Regions from separate parts of the Oryzias latipes genome. Here region 1 is linked to region 2. Evidence: chromatin contacts called from public Hi-C data. All regions are on one chromosome and are shown on one strand. The core of a region is the stretch at or near the end of the contact, and the rest is flanking DNA. Distances in the headings are between cores, read along the strand shown.

Region 1 (6,516 bases), core at 2,193-4,692, 96 kb before region 2:
ACCAAAATTGAAACTAAAATTGTACTTTTCATATCAGTGACAAACTTACTTCTTCAATTTGAAATATTTAATAAGTATACAATAAAAAATCTTTTTATGAAGTTTGTGTTTTACATTTGAAAGACACTTGTATTTCTAGTTGTGACAGGGAAATATGTGTAATACAGGAGGAATTCATCAGAAGTCTTCCTCAGAAGTGTATGCAAGGTAAAGATACTTTTCTTTTGTGCGTACAAACTGAGCATTTACTCCCTCCTGTGTGATAAACAAAACTTTCTTGTCAGACAACTGGGACTGAGTGCAACGGCTACAGGAAACATGGGTTCAATAGAAGACTGACACCACTTCAGCGTCACATTTTAAAACACAAAGCTATAATTATTACCTACCAGTGCCAAGAGTTACAACAAGAGCTCTAGATAAAAGCCATCTGAGCCGACCCTGTATTGACTCTGAGTCATCTCTAGATTATTTACTACATTCAGATCCATTTATGAAAAAAGCGTTCTTTCACTTTGGAAAACACCAATATGTCTAGTGACATTTGTAAACAAAAGACAAAAACTCAGAGATCAAATATTTTTGCTGAATTGATCAATTTTTTCTGATCTGCGTTTTAATCAAATTGTTTGATAACAGGAGGTTTTAGCCATATAAAAAAGGAGGCTATAATTTATGGCCACTAGATGGCGCAACTTACCCTTGGCATTCACCATAGGTGAAAGATCTAAGTGGAAAAGGGCTGTGTGCTCCAAATGAACAATTCAAAACCCCTGCTTAGTGAGCAAAGAAAATAAGTCAACAAAATGCTATTTACTCCCTTCAATGTTTTCATAATTGTACAGCAAATATTATTTTATGTTGAGGGTGAATTTCCTAGGCTGTAAAACTGCAGATGTAAAGGTTTGCGTTCTTGCATTTTAAACTTTAATTTCGCATTTTAATTTAAGTTTCATATCCGGCCGCACACAAACGCTGAAGATAAATTATACTTTATTTAGTTCTATTTTGAGAGTTGTTAACAAAACCAACTAATTGAGTTTTTAAATTGACTTTTTTTACGTTTTTGATCTTTGCTTAATTTAAAAATGACTACTTGGTTTATATATTTTCTATTTTCAAATGGGTTTTTTTGTACAAGATTGCGCGTGTTACTTCTCAATGAAGCTAATATATGTTCTTCATAAAAACTCACAGAAACCAAAAGGATTTAAAATGCTTTATTTCAGTTTTTAATTAGATGTCCTGACATTGTAATTTATTTTGAGCGCCTGAAAGGCAGAAAGGTGCACAGAAGCGCTGATCCTCCACGCAGACTAAAAAACATGTCTTTGCTTTAAGGAAAAAAAAACTTATCTTACACTTTAAGCAGCCCTGTGACAAAGTCAAACTGTTGGTCAACCTCTCTTATCCGTCCATCACCGCCTGCGCTTACACTCTGTTTGCGCTTTGGTCCTTTTGGGTTCATAAAGCCGCGGCTGCTGCCGCTTGGGGGCGTCGCATTATGGGAAGATTACAGACGCATTGTCGCCTTCCGTGCAATAAAATGGAAGATATGCCCGCGCAAGGCGCCAGGTGAGCAATAAGGAGGACCAATTGAGACAGTTTGTATCATGTTTACACCTATTCACCAGCGCCAGGCGGGCTAAACATTAATCAGAAGATATACAAATGCAGATATGGTCTTGATAAACTCTTGACTGAGTGTGCAGTTGAAAGAGTTTTTTTTTTCTTTTTCTCACTCTGACCGACAGTAACTTTCCTTTTGTTTTTCAGCTTTCTGAATTTTTTTCCTTCAAAATTTAATTTCATAAAAGAAGTTGGATCTTATTTTGGATCCACTTCAGAAGAAATTGCACTTTCATTTTTAAACCTAACTCTCACATTTGCGCTTGAATCAATTTTGATTTTATTCTGAGTGGGACAGCAAAAAAACGACTACAACATTTATTTTATGAACACTCTAGTTTAATAGAGATTTAATAATTAAGAACAAAATATTTTACCTGAATAAGATTTCAACTTTCATGCGGATGGTTTTAAATTTGACAAATTAATATTTTTGTTAGATTGATGCACTAAAAAAACAGCATTTGAATGTTTTTATTGAAACTTTCAACCACACGATGTCGATGTTGTAAACTAGACAAAACTCCGGTACAACATAAACCCACTGACAACTTAAGATAGACAAAAAGAAACCTTCATATTTGTATCGATTATGCGGCACTATGACGATCAGGTGCGCAAAATGTGGAATAAAAAAGAGGAGGGAGGGGGATCCATGTTCGTTACGCTTTAACGACACTTTTCCAAAAGAAAAAATATATTTTTTTATTTTCAAGCCACGGGTGCAGTGCGTTGTCGCCTTTTCATTCGTTTCAAACAGTAGCACTTCACACACAGGGAGAACAGGTGAAAATACAATGGCACATAAGTGTGAATAACTACAGCTGAGGTGTTTTTTTTTCTTTCTTTTTTATGTGAAGGGGGCATAAAGACAATATATTTTTTGAAAGAGTTGAATATAAACGGTAAAGGGGAAAAACAAAGAATAATAATAATCCACAAACTTTTTACACAGGTACATTGATAATAAATTAAGAACTGATCCCTAAAAACAAACTACTCCATAGTATGTACAGGCAATACCAATATGAAATAATTACATAAATATTTGATATATCCCTATTTACACAAATCAAATTATCAATAGTAACTTTTATTTTTCGTTTTTTTTCTTTTAAATAGATGTCTGCTTCCCTTTGCCGGTTCAAATCCACATGATTGGGCACATTTGGCCCAGCAGTCATTCCTTAAGACCTTTTTTTTATTTCCATAAAGAAGTTGAATGAATTTAAAAAAGAAATTGGGAAATGACTTTTAAATTTGGAACCTTTTTTTTCTAAATGTTTCCTTCTTAAAAGAACCTCCTGGATTCAGAGGACATGCAACAACCGATCGATCAATCAGTTCATAAAGCTCCAACACAATACAGCAGTCTATTTTTTTGTAGGTCAAAGATTCGATTCAGAGTGCATGTTCCAAATACTTTTTTTTTCCTTAAAGAAAATCCAAGGACAGAGCAGCAACTTTTCCAAACTTTCCAAAGTCACAGACACACCAGCGCCTCCTTTCAATACTTGTATGGTATTCAGATGACAGAGGGGAAGGGTTTCATTTAAGAGAAACAATGAAAAGAAAAAGAAAGAAATATACATTTGTATTAAACAAAGTGCATCTCAGAAACTAAAAAAATCCAAAAGTTGACGTTTGGAGTTATTCATTTAATATTTTATTCCTCAACCTTAATAAATCTGTGAAGTTGTCCTCCTAAATGAAGTTGAAAGTCTTTCTGGTCGTTTTCATGCTGTTCCTTAAGGCGACCCGCTCCGCGCCCTGTCCTGGCTGGAGTCCAGTCCGCTGACCAGGCGCTGGATGCTCTGCAGCTCGTTCGCGGCCTCCTTCTCCGCGCACGCTTTTGGAGACATGGACACGGATCCAGATGACACCGTGGATGAGTGGCTGGTCACTTCTGACGTGGAATCCAGCGTGACGGCAGACACGGGGCTGGCAGGGACGAGGCCATCCGGTTTAAGCTCGGTGCCAACGCCGCCGCCGCCGCCCATCGATGGCATGGCCGTTGTGAGCAGCGTGCTGTCCGGTACCGTCATGGGGAGGGGGTAGGGGCTGTACCTGAGGCGCGGCCGCACCGCGTTCAGAAAGGGGTGCCGATGAACCGAGGAGGAGGCAGCGGAGGAAGCAGCGGCGGCCGCTGCCATGTAGGTGTACGGATACGGGAACAAACTCCCGAATGGAGACATGGCAATGCCCTGTGGGGGAGGACAGAGAAACGGAGCGTGAAGATCCAGGCTGGTGCCGTAGCATAATATGGGTAAAAACGCGAGGAAAAAAACATCTTGGAAACGCATTGCATTAGAAAGAAAATACCAGAGGCGTCTTTGTGTCCCCTTTGTTCACGTTTACTGCTTCTGTTTTGAAACCTTTCAGTACTAAACCCCCTGAGCGCGCGCTGCAAAGCTTTAAGCAGTAACACAAGCGTGTTGCTTGCTCAAGAATTTGTAATTCAAACGACTTCTGCCATCAAACAGAGTAAACTGTCTTTAAAGATTTAAGTCCAACAAGAAAACCAATGAAATCACATTTATTGACTCTTAAAATATCATTTTTTATCTCCTAAGCCAAGGTGGAACGTACCAAGCGCGAGTAGTGCAAGGGCGCATGTCAATAGATTGTTCAGTACTTCAATATGTTGTGTTTTTTTTTTTTTTTTGCATTTTAAGTTTGTGTCTTCTGAATTACAAGTAAAAAACAATTTACTTTTGTCAAATGTAAAAGTTTTTATCTGATTCAACAGTCAGATAGAGCGCATTTTCTAACTTGGTTTGATTGTTTTAATAAATAAATATTCTTATAACATGAACGGTATCTCTGCTTATGACGTGTGAGATCTGTCATTCGGCAGTCCAATCACATTCTTCATAGTTGCATGAGGTCCCGAACAGAAGTAAACAGGTTTTACCTGTGATGCCAAGACATGTTGCTGCAGGTGAAAGGGCAGGCCCGGCGTCCCCGCCAGGCTTTGGGAGGGCGATGCCATGCTCGTTGTGTCCATGGTGCTCACTCCTCCCGAGGAAACTGCTGCCAGTAGAGGTCCCATCCCCGCGGCCATGTTTGAGAACGCACCCCCCATGTTGAACTGACTGGGGTGCAACAGAAACGGGTGCGCGCTGCCAAGGTGATTGAAAAACTGCTGTCCTGTTAAACCTGGTGGAAATCCGAAATTATGCAAGTGGTTGTGGCCCAAGTGCGCGCTGTCCGTCTGCACAGTCAAAGGCATGAAGCTCTCTTTGTTTATTGACCTGCACTCGTCAGGTTTGGACTGGTCCAGGTTGGGGCTCTTCAGGTCTTCCCCAGAGCGCGTGGTGCTGGAGATGACCGTGATGGGGCTCTGCCGTGAGTCTGCCGGGGTTTTCTCAGTTCTAGGGCCGCGTTCACGAATCCTGCCGGCAGAGTCGGTTGTGAGGGCATTCCCCCCCTGCTTCATCGGGCTGGCCTCGTGGTCCTTCCCGTCTTCGGTAGTTGTGGAGATCTTGCTGGAGTCCGGTCCGTCTTTATTGTGTCCATCTTTGCTCTCGTCGTCGCTGTCTTCGTCACTGTCGCAGAAATCTGCAGAGGAAAAAGGCATTTGTTGACTTTTGCGATCACCTTTCAAACGTGCAGGGCACTTGTTGCAACGTACGGGAGCGCACTGGTATCCAATGACACACAATTAGTCTGCTCAGCAATTAAAGTTTATTTTCCCGATTCCCACCGACATACATTTCAGGCACACAAATTATGCAACCAATTAATGACTAAATTCTTTCCTTCTTGCGCTTTTTTACGCATTTCAATTAACATACAATGTGGGAACATCCAATTAGTTTTTCCTTGATGGTTCGCACGTCAGTATATAGAGCATGTCAGAACTGTTAAATATGCTTTAAAAAATACCAAAGCGAAAAAACAACAAAAAAAAAGTCTTTACTCGACTTTCTAACGTTAGAGGAGGGTAAAAGAATCTTGACATCTTACCTTTTAGGTGTGGGGGGGGCACAGTGGAAACAGCAGGGGAGGAGGCCTGGCCGAAGCACTTAAAGGGGGCCTGCTCGCCGGAAGAGTCGTCTGAAGCGCCGTTTTCCTTTTTTTGCTGCTCCTCGTAGGAACGCATGGATTGAAGGGCCAGCTGTTTCCTACAATCCAAAGATCAGGCTGTTAGAAGCGGCAAAAGTCAAAGTTCTGGTTGGGGTAGCGCAGGAAATAATCAAATATAATATTTAGGATGTTATCAAAAGACCAAATCCACTAACTTTGTATGTATTCGTTTATTTAAAAACGGAAAGTATTTTTAAAAGGGAACATGTAAAAGTTTCGGTGCAAATTTAACCCAGCCAGATCCCCTTCGTTTTTTTCTATTAAATCCTCTTGTCTTACCTCTTCTCTCGCCTCCCATTCCCGGTGTCACGGAATCCTTTAGCAAACGGATTATGATCGATTTTCAGTTGAGTTATCTGAAATAAAAAGAAATTATATGTAAAGACACGTAAATGTATAAATACATTTTTTATTTATTTTAACTCGTGCCTTGAACTATGTTCATGTTGGGTTGTTAAGTTAAAAACACCTCGGAAAAGCTCAAATAAATTAAATACATTAAACACTCAAGTCTGCACCACTCTTTTATGTATAAAGAATATCAGAAAAATAAATTAACAACTTTGTTTTGACTTTACACAACTCCTCTTCCTCCACTTTAATTCTTGTGCGCAATGGCGCACGAGCGCAGGTGGATGCGGTGCCAACGTTTTCCATCTGATTTTTTTTTCTAAATTGATTTTAATTAAGAATAAAAGTCTTAAAGTTAAATTTCCATCCTCCTTTCATCCCCTTCCTCTTTTAAACCCATCCCCCCTTCCCCGGATTTTTCTTTTTTCCCCTAATTTTTTTTCAAAC
Region 2 (5,845 bases), core at 2,038-4,537:
AGCCTTATTTAATCTTCAATCTGTGAATCAGTCTAACACATTTGTCCATTTCTTCTCCTTTGCCACCTCTTATCTTGATTCTTGAGTACAGCAGTGGACAGGTGTGCCACCACTGAGAATGGTAAGACAACACCTCCAGCCCAGCTTTCACCCCTGTACCCTAACTACTGTGGTAGAGCAACACAACTGTGTGTGTGTGTCTGTGTGTATCATTTTATCTTACTATGTAAGTGTGTTTTGTTCCTGCATTTGGGGGTTGGGGGTTAGATTTCATCCCGATAGCAGGGGCAGCCGCGGAGGAGGGACAAACATATGTTCCAAGGGCCAGGAACAAAAGCACTGACACGTTAGCCTTTTCACGGAGATGACCTTTCCACCGCTCCGTATCCCAGTTCCTCTGCCTGCCGCTGTCCTTTTGTCTGCCAGCCTGCCTCAGGCCCAGCTCAAGATGAGCGCTAGAATTTCTCTTCAACTCCCCAAATCTTCCTTGACTAAATGTCAGGATTACATATTTCTGTGCTCACACCGAAGGCTTTAATTAGCGCTACTGCGTGCACACACGTGAGTTTGTTTATGCGCAAATGTGTTTGAAAGGGTGAAAAAAAAGGACCACTTTGCTGCACATAGGTGCGTGTCACATTCTCTCTTGCAACTGAAAGCACTTGCCACTTGATAGCATGAACCTGTGTACCAACAGATTCTCCACGCAGCGTTCTGCAAACTCTTTGACTAGAGGCCAAAGCAGGCTGACAAGACGAGAGCGGTAAAATGGGAAGGGAAGAAAGGTGAGAAAAAGATGGAGAATCACACTCAAGAGTGGTTGCAGATCTGCTAATGTGCAAAAATTCTAATGAACAAACACACATACACACGTGTATGCGAACGCTGCAACACAGGGTCACACAAAAACCTAAGGCAAGTAGAGCGACACACACACAAATGTCACAGTTAATTCTACTTAGCCAGATCTGTTAGTTTAAGTGTCAATTCAGGCGTAGTGACTAACAGTTATAAGGTTAGCCAATGCAAAAATGGAAGGATAAAGACAACCTTTGGCAAAAAATATGGAATCATCACTGTGTTCATTCAGCTGTTTGCACCAATAAGAGATATGACACATAACATTTTTACTTAACAGCTGGGCTTCCTGGGAAGGTAAAACCTTGTATTTAGAGCAAGACAATCAAGTGTAAATTAAATATGTGTATAAAAAAACAAGTAAACAAGAATTAATGATAAATCCACCAACATTTTAGTTTCATAAAATACAGTCCACTTTTGTTTTTCTATATTATAATAATCCAAATATCATTATTAGAACAAACTACCACATGTCTTTCCAAAATTCAAAGTGTTTCCACAAATTGGACTGATCATTTTTGCTGCCATCACATGTGTGTTGTCTGCTGTGATAAAATTGGTGATTGTTACGTTATAGAATAAACCTACCGTACCTCAGTCTGCATGGTATGTTCCAATGTTGATTATAATCAAATTATTTTAATTGAAAAGGATTTTATACTGGTATAGGTCGATTTGATTAACAATTTGCCTCATACAGATCGATCTGGTTGGATCGTAAAAAAACACAACATCAATTCATCAATTAAGTCGATTAATCGTTACACTCTTATTAATGATAATGTACCAAACTCTCTCAAAAACCTTTGACTTTTCATTTTTTACTAGTATTTACATATCTGAACTTTAGCATATAAAACATCTCATTTTTGTTTGGCTGATATGCTTATGCACATCTTCCATTACTACCAACAATTGGACATTTGCTGTTTTAATATATACAATTTACATTTTTTTCTCCAATTAGCCACAATTTACTCTAAAATCTTTGTCAATGCACCGCAGTTACCTGGTATTTTTTACTCCGAATTTTAGGGGGGGCAACATGGGTTCAACATAAGTTAGTTTGACCTATGACAATTCTGAGCATGAATTTGTCCATTTTTGCAAAAATTTTAGAAAAATGAGTTGGAGGTTCTGCAACTCCTATAAAGAAAATTAAGAATGCACCCCTCCTGCCTCCTCCCCAAAGCCACCGAATCATTTTTGAGACTGCTGTAAGATTTAGCTAAAATTTGGCAGAAGCCAACCTACACGGAGGAGGGTGGTTATGCACTGCTCGTGTTCTGTCATTCGTGCATGTAGCCTGAAGTGCAGGAGACCAATTTCACGTTTACAAAACTTTAACAACTTTAAGAAATGATTGAACTCCTGCAAAACTGATAAAACCGTGAAGAACCTGAGTGCACTAAAACAAAAACTGAAACATGGCATGATGGGAGAAAACAAAAGTTACAAAATGGTTTGATAAACAGTACAGTGTGGGCCAATCAGCCTAACAGAAAACAGCTGTGGTGATCACATACTCAGACCAAGTGCGACCATGACAGGGGGCAAGGCATTAAAAAACAGGAAACTGTACAGGAATATTTGTTACATTACTTCTGAAAAGTTTGGAAATTGGATAAAGAAATTTCTCATTTCTGAAATAACATAGATGAGTTAACAAATTTTTGTGTTTTTATTTGAAAAAAAGCAGATCCAATTCTGACCAACCTTAACCTTATTTTATACGGATATAAAATAGCAAGAGGAGTAAAGGGAAAAAACTCAATCTGACCACAGAGTTTGTGGCAATACTGACAGAGTTAGGGTTCAAAATTGACTTTAGTTTAAAAAACTAAAATCTCTCCATGGTATATTAGAACCGTTTGGGGTTGTTTCTATTTAGCATGTCACTTACCGGTACTTGCTGCCATTAATGCACACAAACAGTTGACATCGACAGATATTGGGAGCACCATGTATGTTCCATTTACTTTGACAAAGAGTTGGATTGTTTGGAGCTTGAGAACTTTTTTTATGTCTTGGTTCTGAGGTTAATTAGAAAACAATGATTTAATAATTTACGCTCCTCTACCCTGCTCACTGAAACTGTTCTCTGCTGCTGCATCTTCATATTTCTTCCTCATGGCGCTGTAAAACGCCAACACAAATACATTAGGGAAAAAAAATCACACTGCATAAGCAGTTTGTAACACCAGTGATTGAAAGAATTTCTATCATTTTTGGGCATCTACACATATCTAGAGGTTATAAGACATAGATGTATGATTAATGTGTGTGAGAGAGAGAGAAACTGTGTGAAGGCACATCACATCACACTGTGAAGACAGGCTTTCCTTTTCCCCTCCTCACTTTGAGGAGCTGGCAGTTACCCAGTCCTCCATGAGCACACGCCTTAGACTGGTTCTGAACTGGTTCTCTCACTTGGGGCTAGCCTGAGACCCAACCCCATGTCACCTCTAATTAGGGGAGGCGCCCTGGAACAGGCATAATGAGCTGATGAATAATTAGAATTGGAGGAAATTGTGCAGCCAGGGTGGCAAATCTGGAGGGACAAGTGCTGAAAACAAGGCAAGCAGCATTAAGTCCACAGTCAGTCAAATCTGTGAACTTGGCCAGGGGCGTTAACACTAGGCCTGTGTGAAGAGGAATAACGCTCCAGCACTGGTGGCCAGCCAACGCCAAAATCAGACCCCTGAGCTGAATTGAAGGAAATAAATGAGATGCGGGTGATAAATGAATCCATAAACTACCAGTCACGAATATTAGTTCCACAATCTTCAAACATCAGGAAAATACCAATTCATGCCAAAGTACGTGATGTAAAAAATCGGATTTAATGATTGACATTTATAATTTGTTTTTTTTTATTCCAACAGCTGTACTGATCAAAAGAGTCTATTTCTTGTTGTTAAGGCAGACACATGGTGTGATTTGGTAGTGTAGAGAAGAGAACGTCTAATCAACGAGTTTTTAGTCTGAATTTGAAAAAAGCAGAACGCTGAATCACTGATGGAGTGGTGGCAAAATAAGGTGACAGTAATGATGATGGGGTGTTGGCAGACTAACATTTAACTGACACAGTTTGGGTCAGTCATCTCCTCCCACAAGCATTCCCTCATTATTATGCATGGGGTCATGGCTGGCGTGAGAGGGGGCGAACAGTCCACCCGAGGGTTTTGAGGTAGTATAAGGGGGGAGTGATGAGGACACCCACTGGGGTGGGATGGGGGTTGGGGGGGGGGGGGGGGATTTTAAAGATTATGCCCCTCCAAAAATCCCTGACAGGCAACATTGCTGCCCAGCGCTAATTAGTGCCGGCCTTCCCAGCCACCAAGGTTGTTCACATCCTGAGGTCATTTAACACGCTGCCTGCTTTCTGCTTGCTCTTTTCTCTGCCAGCTGTGCCACTTTGCCTGGCAGAGGGGAATCACGCCTATTTTGGACGGAGTAGGTGACTTTCAGATTTTTATCTAATGTTTGGCGACTTGTTTGTTTGGATTTAGAAGTGAAAATGTCACATTCAAGCCATAACTTGTAATTATACACAAATAGTAATAATAATAATAATTCAGATATTACTAGCGGGCGTAATAATGATTAATGTTTTTTCATGTAAAGCCTTTGACAACACCTATTTCAAATAGACTATAAGGTGTTAACAAAGTGTTTTTAAAGTCCCACTCCTAACTATAATTACATTTTGACCTAAATCAAAAAATCAATGTTGTTTTTTAGGACATAGTTTCTGCAGAGTGTCAGTAGTTCATTAGTGGTTCCACCTCTGAGTTTTGGGAAGTACTGTTGGCACAAAGTAAGCCTGTGCTCATTTCCCATCATCCCTTTGTTTACACTTTCTCCTGCTAGCGTACAGCCCCTCCCACCCCAACCTAACATTTGCGGTGAACCAAAATGGCGAGCAGTATCGGCGCTATCCAGCCATACACTTTTGAGCCAGATGCCAGCTTGGATAAATATAAACATATCACTATTCGTCTCTCTTGATGCATCAGAAAGAGTGGAGCAGGGAGTTTGTGGCCTGCAGTTTTATGTTTTAAGTCTCACCTACAAGCTTTTTCTAACTACAGTTTTTCCTCTGCCCCTAATTCCCAAGCATCTGAATAAAGAAATAGTCAGATGTGCAATTTTAATATTTTCTTCACATATGTCCCCTATCATGAGAAAAAATCCACAAGACCATATTAAAAGCACCAAAAACATCTTTATCATTGGAGCGGGTCTTTAAGACACAATCTTACATTAAAATGTACCACAAAACATTATGTAGTGTTGGAGTTTGTGCTTAAAACAAGCAACAAAGTGAAGAAGTAAAGAAAAACTCAATGAAAAAAACAAAAGATACAGTATAGCGTATTTTTTTCTTCAAATTATAAGCAGTGTTTAAATTGGTCTTAAGTTGAACAGTACAAGCAGAGCTGTTCAGTTAGTATACACGAGACAAAACCCAAAACATCAAATTAAAATATACTGGATTGAATGCATATTGTTGCAAAAATGCTAGTCTGGTTTTCACATTTCAGGCTAATCAGCATAGATCCTCTATTCTCTGTCCATCTTTTTCCAGCTAAATGGCTTTTTCCCCTCAATTTCCACAATCATACGCAGAAGGCTTGCATGCTGTTTTAATATTTTAGTCTCATTACACAATTGTGGATTTCTAAAAACATGTAGTTAAAATAACAAGCAGTCTTTGTACAATGTGAAGCAGAAAACAGGACCAAATCATGCAATGTTAAACTCGACTTTTCCCCCTTTTCCAATCTTCCAACCCATTTAAACTTAATGCTGCATTCATCATTCTGATAAGCCAATATGTTAGTTGAGGAAAGCAGCAAAGGAGAGCGAGGCCAAAGCTCGTTAGGGCCACCTATTATAACATTTAGGAGTGTGCTTAATAAAAACATGCCTCAGAGCTGATGGCTTTTAAAAGAAGAGGAGTTTTTGGCTTTCGTGCAGC

What was found. Hi-C and Micro-C count contacts between places; a contact is called where the count stands out from the background.
Region 1: a contact with region 2 is called in a Hi-C map of embryo, with 2.1 times the contacts expected there. The contact joins two enhancer-like sites. A contact is called at or near these places in 3 of 5 Hi-C or Micro-C datasets (embryo, fibroblasts and gastrula embryo).

Annotation. Positions count from the first base shown.
Region 1 is chr12:12,689,892-12,696,407 of ASM223467v1, reverse strand. It overlaps tbx3 (T-box transcription factor TBX3), which reads right to left. Exons shown (of 7, transcript XM_011481780.3): 4 at 5,998-6,074; 5 at 5,599-5,756; 6 at 4,544-5,190; 7 at 1,206-3,833. The coding sequence ends at 3,378. Among protein-coding and RNA genes, the nearest start is that of tbx3, 6.9 kb to the right of the region's middle. Within about 2 kb of position 3,442, at least 1 of the 8 cell types and tissues checked has an H3K27ac peak or open chromatin away from gene starts, as enhancers often do. A contact at or near this core is called in embryo, where this site is marked.
Region 2 is chr12:12,594,548-12,600,392 of ASM223467v1, reverse strand. No RefSeq gene overlaps it. Among protein-coding and RNA genes, the nearest start is that of LOC110016009, 15 kb to the right of the region's middle. Within about 2 kb of position 3,287, at least 1 of the 8 cell types and tissues checked has an H3K27ac peak or open chromatin away from gene starts, as enhancers often do. A contact at or near this core is called in embryo, where this site is marked.